3 separate regions of the Mus musculus genome follow, and regions 2 and 3 are each linked to region 1. Evidence: chromatin contacts called from public Hi-C and HiChIP or PLAC-seq data. All regions are on one chromosome and are shown on one strand. Each heading gives the region's core, a stretch centred on a gene start, on an enhancer-like site or on the middle of the called end of the contact. The rest is flanking DNA. Distances are from core to core; before and after follow the strand shown.

Region 1 (3,359 bases), core at 111-2,610:
ACATCTTTAACCCCTGAACTTGAGAGGCAGAGGCAGGTGGGTCTCTACAGATCAGCATAGTTTACGAGAGGCAGAGGCAGGTCGGTCTCTACAGATCAGCATAGTTTACACACTGAGTTGTAGACTAGCCAGGGATACGTAGTTGTAACCCGAAGGCTTTTCCATGTACGCCCCAGTTGCCGAACAATGACATGGAGGCTTATTTTCTTCTTCTTCTTTTTTTGTTTGGTTGTTTGTTTTTTGAGACAGGGTTTCTCTGTGCAGCCCTGGCTGTCCTGGAACTCACCCTGTAGACCAGGCTGGTCTCGAATTCAGAAATCTGCCTGCCTCTGCCTCCCAAGTGCTGGGATTAAAGGCGTGTGCCACCACTGCCCGGCTGGAGGCTTATTTTCATTTACGATGATTATGGCCTTAGTTTAGGCTTGCTCCCCAACTAGCTCTTAAATTAACTCATTTATACTAAGTTCGGCCACATGGTTGGTTTCCTCTCCTTGCATCATAAGCCTGACTTCCTTCTTGGTGGCGGGTCTTCCGGTACTTGACTTTCCCAGAGTTCCTCTCTCTGCGCTGGATGACCCACCCTCTCTATTCTACCTTCTCCTATAGGCCATAGGCTTTTTATTTTGACCAATCAGAAGGTGCCTTAGGCAGGCAAGGAAGGACAGAGACACATCTTCACACAATGTACAAAAATATCACTCTAACACAGTGAGACCCCGTTTAAAACAAGAGAAAACAACACCCAAATGCCAGCGGAATGACACAGTCAATGAAGTGCTTGCCTTACAAGTCTGAAGCCCGTTAGTTTCCCCAACCCCCGGCAGAACACGAGCAAGATGGCGTGCACGTCCAGTCTCCGCCCCATGTAGCTTCCAGCTAGCTTAGCCCACTTGGGGACACTCCAGGCTTGTGAGACTGTTTCAAACAAACAAAAAAGCAGAAAAGTGTATAATCATATCGTCCAAGGTTATCCTCTGACCTCCGCACATGTGCATTAACATACCTGCACAGATATGCACACAACCCATGTGCAAATAAGCATATACACAAAAATAAAAACAAACGACGCCCCAAGAGAGGGGTCAGCAAGTGAAGACTCTTGCCACCAAGCCAGAGGACCCTAGTTTGGGATCGCCAGGAAGTGTCTTAGCTAACTACTATTCTGTCGCATCGAGACCAAACGCCATGACTACGGTAACTTACGTAAGAAAGCATTTAGTCTGGGGCTCATGATTCCGGAGGGCAGCAGAGTTCATGACCATCGTCTGGAGAAGCATGGAAACAGGCAAGCATGGCTCTAGAGCAGGAGCTGAGAACTTATGTTGAGACAGCAGCCATCAAGGAGACAAGACAGCTAACTGGGTGGGAAAGGCTCTGGGTTTTGAAATCTCAAAGCCAGCTGCCAATGACCCACCTCCTACAGCAAGGCCACACCTCCTAATCCCTCCCAGAAGTCAGCCCAAACTCAGACAAAGCATTCAAATATATGAATCCATGAGGACCCTTCTCACTCAAACCACCACAGGAGAGAACTGCCTTTTCAAGTCCTCTGACCTCTATGCACACACACACACACACACACACACACACACACACACACACACACGGAGTTGGAGAGATGGCTCAGCGGTTTAGAGCACGGACTGCTCTTCCAGAGGTCTTGAGTTCAATTTCCAGCAACCACATGGTGGCTCCCAACCATCTGTAAGAGGGATCTGATGCCCTCTCCTGGTGTGTCTGAAGACAGCAGTGGTGCACCCGTATACATAAAATAAACGCACACACAAAGTATAAATAAATACATAAATAAAAAACAGCAGCACTCAAGAAGGTATGTGCACACACAATAAATAAATGTATTTTTAAAAAGGAACAGAAAATAATTAAATTTATTTTGATATTATTATTATTACTATTTTGGCTCTTTGGTTTTTCATGACAGAATTCTTTGTGTAACTGTCCTGAAACTCACTTTGTAGATCAGTCTGGCCTCAAAATCACATATTCTCATGCCTCTGACTCCTGAGTGCTGGAATTAAAGACATGTGCTATGCTACCATGCTGACTTTATTTTTATTTAAATTGTATGTATGTATGTATGTATGTATGTATGTATGTATGTATGTATGTATGTATATAGACAGCCTTCTTCTGTGTAGCCCTGACTGTCTTGGAACTATAGACCAGGCTGGCCCCAAACTCACAGGGATCGACCTTCCTCTGCCTCCTGAGTATGTAAGCCAATAAGAATTCGACTTTTGACTTGGCAGAGGCAGGCGAATTTCTGAGTTCGAGGCCAGCCTGGTCTACAGAGTGAGTTCCAGGACAGCCAGGGCTACACAGAGAAACCCTGTCTCAAAAAAAAAAAAAAAAAAAAAAAAAGAATTCGACTTTTGATCTGCAAAATGGTTTTCTAGGATGGTTATTGGTGTTGATTCAGCTTATGAAAAATTAGGGGCAGAACTAATATAATTTTTGTTACTTTTTGATATAGGGTCTTGTGTAAGAATGGTACTGTATGCCTGTGTACTAGGGCTACCTTCTTTTTTTTTTTTTTTTTTTTTTTTAGAAATATATTAATTTATTTAAGATTAGGAGACATCTCTTTTTTCATTAATTTCTTTATTCACTTTACATCCCAAACACAGCCCCTCCTCCAATTCCACCTTCAATTTCCTCTCCCTATTATCCCCTCCCTTTCTCCTCAGAGAGGGGGAGCCCCCCTTGGGTACCAACAGGCCCTAGGACATCTAATCCCAGCAGGAGGAAAAGCCTCCCATTGAGGCCCCACCAGGCAGTCCAGCATGGGGAAGGGGATCCAATGGCAGGCCACAGAATGAACCGCAGGCTCTGCTCCAATTGTTAGGGGATCCACATGAAGACCAAGCTGCACATCTGCTACAAATATAGGGCCACTGCATGCTCTTTGGTTCGTGGTTCAGCCCCTGTGAGCCCCTGTGGGCTCGCCCAGGTTAGTTGACTCTAGATCTTCTTGTGGTATCCTTGAACAGGCATCATTTTGTTTGTTTGTTTTTGAGACAGGGTTTCTCTGTGTAGCCCTGGCTGACCTGGAACTCACCAAGCTGTTCTTGAACTCAGAAATCTGCCTGCCTCTGCCTCCCAAGAGCTGAGATCAAAGGTATGTGCCACCACTGCCCCGGTGAAGATCTTTTAAAAGAGATTTTTTTTTTGAAATTTTATTTATTTCTATGTGTATGAGTGTCTGTCCCTCATGTATGCAGTGCCTATGGAGGCCAGAAGAGTGCATTTTGGAACTGTAGTTAACAGATTGTTGTGAGCCTCCATGGGCTTGTTGGGAATAAAGCTTAGGTCCCCTGGAAGAACAGACAGTGTTCTTA
Region 2 (3,387 bases), core at 715-3,214, 67 kb after region 1:
GCATGGAGGCTATGGAGAAGCAGATTGCCAGCCTCACTGGCCTAGTACAGAGTGCCCTACTGCGAGGCTCAGAGCCGGAGACCCCAAGGTGAGAGTCCACCCCTTCCCGCCCCCCCTCAACACACTGTCAGGGCCTGAGTTTGAGGCAGAGATACGGACAGTGAGCTAAATTAGAAGCCCTGTGTCTACTGTGTGACTCCGACTCCCTTCTGTTTTCCCTGGCTCTATCCTAAGATCAGGGAGCTGGGTGATGCTTAAGGTCCCATTCAGCTTTGATGGCCTGAGGCCAGTCCAGGCCCCCGTGGACATTTTCTATTTTTTTCCTTCACAGTGAGAAGGTTGAAGGCTCCAATGGAGCAGCCACTCCCTCAGCACGTGAGTGACTCTTCTCTTCCTCTCAGAGTTTTAGGGTTAGTTTCCTAATCCTTAACTGGAGCTTGAGTAGCTACATCATGGGCGAGCCACAGATTTCCACTTTACTCCTGCGAGAACTCACCATCACTTGGGGTAGACAGTCATAACCAGACAGTGCCTCTCTGGCTGGGGGTGGGGCCTCGAGTGGAGAGGCCCCGCCCCTTCCCTTTTTGCTCCACTCTCCTGATGGCTCATTCTTCTGGTCTCTCTCAGCAGTGTGTGGGTCAGGCAGTAAGAGTAGCGGGGCCACTCCGGTGTCGGGCCCTCCCCCGCCCTCGGCCAGCAGCACCCCTGCAGGGCAGCCCACTGCTGTCAGCCGTCTGCAGATGCAGCTGCATCTGCGTGGCCTACAGAACAGCGCTAGCGACCTGCGTGGCCAGCTTCAGCAGCTGCGCAAGCTCCAGGTACCGCCCCCTCCCCGCCCACCGCACACCCCACCTACCCCACCCTCACCTACCAGCTGTAACCTCTCTGCAAATGCTGCCCCACCTTTCCCCAGCATTTCGCTCCAGCGAGCGGAGTCCCTCATTGCTCAGTGGTCCTTCTTCAGACCCATTGTCTGCCTCCCCTTCTAGTTTCCACTTAACTATTAAACCTCACCAAGCCCCGACACGTCATTGAGTCCTAGTCCCCTTCCTCATTTCTGAGCTGTGCCCACCACTCCCTCCATGCACTATCCTTTGCGGTGGTCCCAGTTCCTTCAGATCCTGTAACCTTATTCCCCAAGTCTCCTCAGCTCCCCCTTTCTGAGCCTGGAGTGGCTGTCCCTCCCTGCCTGGCAGATGGTTCCACCTGTCAGGAGCCTGGCATCTTCGTGCCGGCTCTTCAAGAGGGGCTTAGGGCTTGTCAGGTGAGGATAATGAGCAGAGACAAGCTGGGAGCGGAGGGCAGAGAGCTGCCATCTGGGCCACAGATAAGATCTTGGCCACCCACGTCAATTGGGGCACTCGTCTTGCAGTTCCTACTACATCGGCAGACCCTATAGATCTCACTTTGAATCCTTCACCTCAGGTCTTGTCTCCACTCAGGGCTTCTTGAGGCCACAGGTCCACAGTCACACTGTCGTCAGGGCCTTATCTAGTGTTACTCTTTGGCCACAGAAATTCTCATCCTGTTCTTCTGCCCCTATATTTCTCCAGAATATAACCTTGATCTCCCTGCCCAGCTGTCCCAGTCTTCGCCGCTGCTCACAGCCATGTCGCCTTGGGTGAAGCCCAGTATAACTTTGCCTCCTCCATGAGCCTTATCATCCCTGGCCGGGATCTCCTATTGGGTTCTCCCCAACTCCTCTCTCTACCTTGCCACGCCTTCGGGGCAGCACACACCCATAGCCCAGCAACCCAGTCTTCTGTGAAGCTTTGCTTACGCGGGGCTGCCCTCTGCCCACCCTTCCCAACATGCGTCCTCCTTCCACCCGGTCCACGCGAGCATTCTTGCGTTCCGCAGCTCCAGAACCAGGAGTCGGTGCGCGCGCTGCTGAAGCGCACCGAGGCGGAGCTGAGCATGCGCGTGTCGGAGGCGGCGCGGCGGCAGGAGGACCCGCTGCAGCGGCAGCGCACCCTGGTGGAGGAGGAGCGTTTGCGTTACCTCAACGACGAGGAGCTCATTACTCAGCAGCTCAAGTGAGGCTGGGTCCAGGCGTGTAGGGGTTGCGGGGTGGGGAGAGGACCGGAGACTTCTCAGGGGAGAAGGGGGCACGATGCGGCTTCGGTGAACAGCCTGGCTCATATGGAAGGTGCAGGTCCTTTATTTGAAATCACAGATGACGTTTGTTGGTGTTCTGAAGTCTGATTTCACCCTTCACTGTGGCCTGATTTCTCTATGACCCACAAACCTTTGGCCATCTGGCACAATTCCTGATTTCTTTTTTTCTGGCTTGGTGCCTGCCTCTGCCATGGTATCGCTTCCTATGGCCTGCTGCCTACTCTCATAACGCCAGCCGTCTGTTTTCCCTCTACCCTGTGCCTGCTTTCCTTCTGACCTAAGACCAATACAGCTTCACCCTTGGGTTGAACCAGAAGGTGCAACGACAGGGATGTTGTCACATGCCCAGGTGGTTCCTGACCCCTTACCACCCTGATCCCTGAGACCAAGCATCAAAGAAAACCCTTCCCTTCCTCTGCAAAGTGAAGCCAGGCTCTAGTAGTCTTGAAGAAGGATAAACAGAGAATAACCCAACCCTGCTTAGACATGGAAGGGTTAACAGAAGACTGTCTGATCCAGATTTAGCAAATGGCTGTCTGGCCACAATTCCATTGTCTGGCACCTGCGAAGGGGGATGCTGCAGTTTTCCCCTGTCCATTCAGGAAGCAGCGCCATCATCTAACCGCAGCCTTTTCTCCTGAGTTGTTTGGGCTGAGGCAAAGGCCCCTTCCTTTCTTGTGGTCCTTTTTAGTGACACGGGGCAGTAGGGGATCCAGAGACAGCTCCAGAATCTAGGGGCTACGTGAAGAAGGTGGCTGCCACCCCCTCCGTGCTTCAGCATTGTCATCAGTGCTGATATTTTTACAGTTCTTTTGGAAACAGCTGAGGGCCTGACTGTGCTAAGGGACTTAGAACCAGGGAGCCAAGAAAACTGTTCTAGGGTGCTACCCCACTAAGTCATATTTGGGGCCTTACCGGGGCTTTATGAGGTGGTCACACAATGGGGTCCCAGGTAAACCTGGTATGCATTTTGGTAATGTTTAAGGTAAGATCCTGTGTCACACCCCCCCATGCAGCTGAAATGCAGTGAGGAGCCCCCTTACATGGTAATGAGCCAGCAGCAGTAACTCCAAGTCACCATCCTGTCTCGGTGGGATGACGTAGTGACAGCCACCGCAGATCTTTAAGCAGACCGGAGACTGCCACGCTGTGTCAGGGATTCTGTTTCCTCCGCTTCCCCATCTTTTCCTTGTCTCTTTCCGTTTTGCATAGAGGAGCTGGGCCAGGATTTTCAAAAGGAGTTAGTCTGAGACATTAAAGAGAAATTAA
Region 3 (3,746 bases), core at 1,164-3,663, 87 kb after region 1:
TTTTTGCTTTGCTTTGTTTTATTATTTTCCATTTTATGTGAGTTGCTGTTTTTCCTGCATGTATGTCTGTGTGACGGTGTCAGGTACTTTAGAGCTAGAGTTTCAGGCAGTTGTGAGCTGCTGTGTGGGTGGTGAGAATTGAACCCGGGTCCTCTGGAAGAGCAGTCAGTACTCCTAACCGCTGAGCCATCTCTCCAGCCTTTGTTCTGGTTTTTTTATTGTTTTTTTAAAATCAAGGCTGTTTATTCATTTATCACACTGATAGCTAAACTCTAGGTGAGTCCCTGGTCACAGCTACAGACTTCGAGGCTGCCTGACTTGTGTGTCATCATTCCCCAGTGGTGACACCTGCTTAAAATGCACAGTCCCACCCCAAAAGTAGAGATGACTCTGGAAGGACTCCCTGGAATGTGACACATGCCACAGAATGTACCCTGGAGATGACACAGGTGGTTCTTAAGCCATACCTTGGAGGCCATGGCCCAAAGAACAAACCTGGGGGACAAATATAAAAGAAGTAAGGAGAGTGTTGTGCACGCGTGAGCACAGGGCATTCTGACTGGGAGGCAAACCTGGAGCACGGCTTGTGCCTCAGAGAATGGTCTCCAGCTACCTTAGGGGCACTTGGGACTGGGATGGGGGAGGGGCATGAACAGGGAGGGCCACAGTGGGGATCCCTGAACTGGGAGGGATGCTGGTGGTGGCAGGTGGCTACTCCCAGTTCCCAGATGGGGCTAGCTCATTCCAGCTTAGACCAGGGGCCTTCTGGTGAGGACTGGTCTCCCACAGAGGTCAGAGGCAGGACTTTTACTGCTGGGCTGAGCTACTGACCCCATCTGCCCTGGCTTTAGATGCATCCCTGTTGCTACTAACCATACACTTCTTCTCCCTCCCTCACCCCCCCTCCCACCCCCTGTCCCCTCTGCCTGTCCTGGGCTGGGTCTCTCTGGTGTCTCTTCTGTCTTCTGTCTTTCCTCTCTCAGTAACCATGGACTGAACCCCCCCTCCCCACTCTGCTTTCCAGGCCTTTGATCCAACCCCATGGCTCCCCTCAACCTTCTTTGTGCCCTGACGACACACTTCCCCACCCTGTCCCCCCCAGTTCAGAGGAGCACTCTCTCCAGCTGCCCCGCCCCCTCTGGTTCTCGCTTTTGCAGTTAATTGTCTCTTGGACTTGTGGAGTTTCCCCATTTTTCAACACTTCAGCCAGGAGCCAGCATGAAGGCTCTCCTTTGCTCTCTCTGACCCCTGACCCCTGTTTTTGTTCCAGGCCACTAAACCATCTAAAGAGGTGAGCGGTCCGAATGAGACCTCAAGCCCCGGCTCAGAAAAGCCCTCTGGTTCCAGAACCTCCATCCCTGTATTGACTTCCTTTGGGGCAAGGAATTCTTCCATCTCCTTCTAGAAGCCCCTCATGCCACCACCCCAGCCCGCCCCTCCCATACTCCCGCCATCCGTCCCTCCTTCCTTTCATGCCCGCTCTACCCTGCCCACTCTCACGCCTGAAAGGTTGCAGGGGGCATGGCCCTTTGCCCTCTCATCTCCTCTTGGTGTTTTTGGTTTTTTAAGCGATTTCCTTTAATTATCTTTCTTTTCCTTTTTTTCTTTTTTAAAGAGCAAATGAGAAAGCTAAAAACCAAACACACCAACTTCCCCTGACTTCCGGTTCCCTAGCGGCCTCTGCTCCGCCCACTTCCTGTCATCTTCTTCCCCTCTGCTCTTTCACCCTCCTCCCCTCCCCTCCCCCCAAGTCCATCCAAAGTTCCCACCTCCTCTAACTTCCCAAGAACACTTGGAACAAACTCTGAGCCACGGAGACTTGGAGCGGAGCGAGGCCCCCCTCCCGTTACTGGGTTCCTTCCTGGAGGAACAGATGGACAAGGACTGACCCAGCATCAGGCTGGACAATGGACAAGGGAGACCCTGGCCTTGGAGACGCCCACTGTCTGTCCAGCCTTCGAAGAGACAGAACTCTGCTGCTGGCCTGTGGTTTTTCTTTCAAACCAGGGTGGGCCTGGAAGCAGGCCTAGCTGGAGGGGATCCCCAGAGAAGAGGCCAAGGCTGGGTGTGAGGAGGGAAAGGGGGGACACTAGGTGCCAGGGGAGAAGCCGGCTCGCTGCTGCTCAGTGTCCGGCTGGTGCTAGCAACAGATGGAAGGAGGTCTCCAGGACACCTGTTATGGAAGGTGCTTCTGGGGACAGCCTGCCCCTGGGGATCTGCCTTGGGAGAGGGCAGTTCTGAGAGGGGCATCTGGTACTTTTAGTTCCCTAATTTAGCACTTTAAATGCCATTAACTTATTTTATGGGGGTGGGGTGGGGAAGATGGAAGGGCCTAGAAACATGTTTGGAGGGTGGGAAGGGTCTGGTTTGAGGGATACAGGGAGACGGGACGGGTGGGTGCAGTAAAGTCTCTGACCCCTAGAGGGCGCAACTTGACCTTCAGCCAGCCTCTATGATTTGAGGGTTTTCAGGGAAGGCATGAGATGCGACGACTTGCCGGTGGGGATCTGGTGACCACTTGTCAGGTGTTTGAGGGTCCCCAAGGCAGAAGAGCCAGTTAGTACTCCAGTCTGGATACCTTGCAGGGGTCCTGCACAGGACAGACTGGCTTTGAATGGGTCCAGGAGTCTAAGGGAGAGGCTGACTTGGTTCTGGCCTGGCCCCCAGCCGCTACAGTGGGGCCAGAGCAAGAAGGAAGAAGATCGGGAAGGTGGAGGGGCTTCCCTTTGGAGCACAAAGCATGTAAGCACAGAGGTGTGGTCTTGGGACCAGTCCCACAGTAGCACAGAGAGGAGCCATTGAAGGGACAGAACCCCAGGACCCTGGCGCCCAGCAGGGGAAAGCCAAGCGGCAGCTGTTGAGGGTTTGGGTTGGGAGGGAAAACTGGGTTGTGTTTCCTTTCTTTGATTTTGTTTATTTTTATTTCTATTTTTGTTTTGTTAGTTTGCTCTTGTTTTCTAGCTTTGGGTCATTTTTGTACTAAGGCAAGCAAGCCTTTTTGAAAAATAACAAAAGAAGAAGAAAAAAATCCCTCCCAGAAAAAAAAACAAAAACAAAAAACAAAACAAAAAACAAAAAAACCTAAAAAAAATAGAAAAAAAAAAAGGACCTCACAATGATGCAATTACTTTTAATTGCAAGCAACTCTTTACATTTAAGTGAAGTGTCTTAACATTTTATATTGTTTTAAAAATATATTTACATATTATATATATATAATATACGTAATATAAATATATATAAATATTTAAAAAAGAAAAAAAAAAAAAGAAAACCACAGCACACTCTCCCTGGCCACTGTCTGGCAGGGGAGGGGCTGGGGACAGGCGTGTGGCCTGGTTTCTGTAGTCCCTGTGGAGCAGTTTGGTTTGATTTGGCTGTACAGAGACCCCTGGCTTGGGAGGGGAGGGGGAGGGGCCCCTCCACTCCATTTCTCTTTGCTTGCTACTCTTTGCTTGCCCCCACACCCGCTCAGCCCTGAGACCTGAGTGTGCGCCCCTCCGTCATTGTCCTGAGTTGAGTGTCCTTTGTGGAGAGACAGGGAGGTGGAAGAAGTGACTATTCATGCAGGGGCTGCCCCACGAGCTCAGGCAAGGCCCCCGTGGGCTTTGCGTAGTTCTAGTTCTTCAATTTGGTTACTGCGCGAGTGTGTCCTGGAAGGAATTTGTATGGGATTGTGTGCAGCCTCTGTGTGTGTGTGCACACGCTGGCACAAGCCTACATAACTTGTGTGTGCACATGCATGG

What was found. Hi-C and Micro-C count contacts between places; a contact is called where the count stands out from the background. HiChIP or PLAC-seq counts read pairs in DNA pulled down with a chosen protein or histone mark.
Region 2: a Hi-C map of bone marrow-derived macrophages shows a contact between it and region 1, with 51 read pairs. The contact joins the enhancer-like site here to the promoter of 2410003L11Rik in region 1. A contact is called at or near these places in 1 of 15 datasets of contacts at CTCF or cohesin (pro-B cells), 31 of 484 Hi-C or Micro-C datasets (the AML12 cell line, the Ba/F3 cell line, the HPC-7 cell line and 24 more), 19 of 115 datasets of contacts at active chromatin or transcription factors (the 230-238 cell line, the SCID.adh cell line, VIP interneurons and 13 more) and 4 of 9 other capture datasets (adipose tissue, embryonic stem cells, liver and 1 more).
Region 3: an H3K27ac HiChIP or PLAC-seq map of embryonic stem cells shows a contact between it and region 1, with 19 read pairs. The contact joins the enhancer-like site here to the promoter of 2410003L11Rik in region 1. A contact is called at or near these places in 11 of 39 promoter capture datasets (the C10 cell line, cranial neural crest, embryonic stem cells and 5 more), 21 of 484 Hi-C or Micro-C datasets (the AML12 cell line, the Ba/F3 cell line, LSK cells and 15 more), 26 of 115 datasets of contacts at active chromatin or transcription factors (the 230-238 cell line, the HPC-7 cell line, PVALB interneurons and 18 more) and 4 of 9 other capture datasets (adipose tissue, embryonic stem cells, liver and 1 more).

What each region holds. Positions count from the first base shown.
Region 1 is chr11:97,596,512-97,599,870 of GRCm38.p6, reverse strand. It overlaps 2410003L11Rik (RIKEN cDNA 2410003L11 gene), which reads right to left and starts at 1,360. Exons shown (of 4, transcript NR_045496.1): 1 at 1,204-1,360.
Region 2 is chr11:97,530,453-97,533,839 of GRCm38.p6, reverse strand. It overlaps Srcin1 (SRC kinase signaling inhibitor 1), which reads left to right. Exons shown (of 20, transcript NM_018873.2): 9 at 1-88; 10 at 332-375; 11 at 628-818; 12 at 1,861-2,036. Among named protein-coding and RNA genes, the nearest start is that of 4933428G20Rik, 32 kb to the right of the region's middle. Within about 2 kb of position 1,964, at least 55 of the 459 cell types and tissues checked have an H3K27ac peak or open chromatin away from gene starts, as enhancers often do. A contact at or near this core is called in the AML12 cell line, the Ba/F3 cell line, the SCID.adh cell line and 5 more, where this site is marked.
Region 3 is chr11:97,510,173-97,513,918 of GRCm38.p6, reverse strand. Srcin1 (SRC kinase signaling inhibitor 1) reads left to right here. Exons shown (of 20, transcript NM_018873.2): 20 at 1,271-3,746. The coding sequence ends at 1,405. Among named protein-coding and RNA genes, the nearest start is that of 4933428G20Rik, 12 kb to the right of the region's middle. Within about 2 kb of position 2,413, at least 81 of the 459 cell types and tissues checked have an H3K27ac peak or open chromatin away from gene starts, as enhancers often do. A contact at or near this core is called in the Ba/F3 cell line, the HPC-7 cell line, the SCID.adh cell line and 9 more, where this site is marked.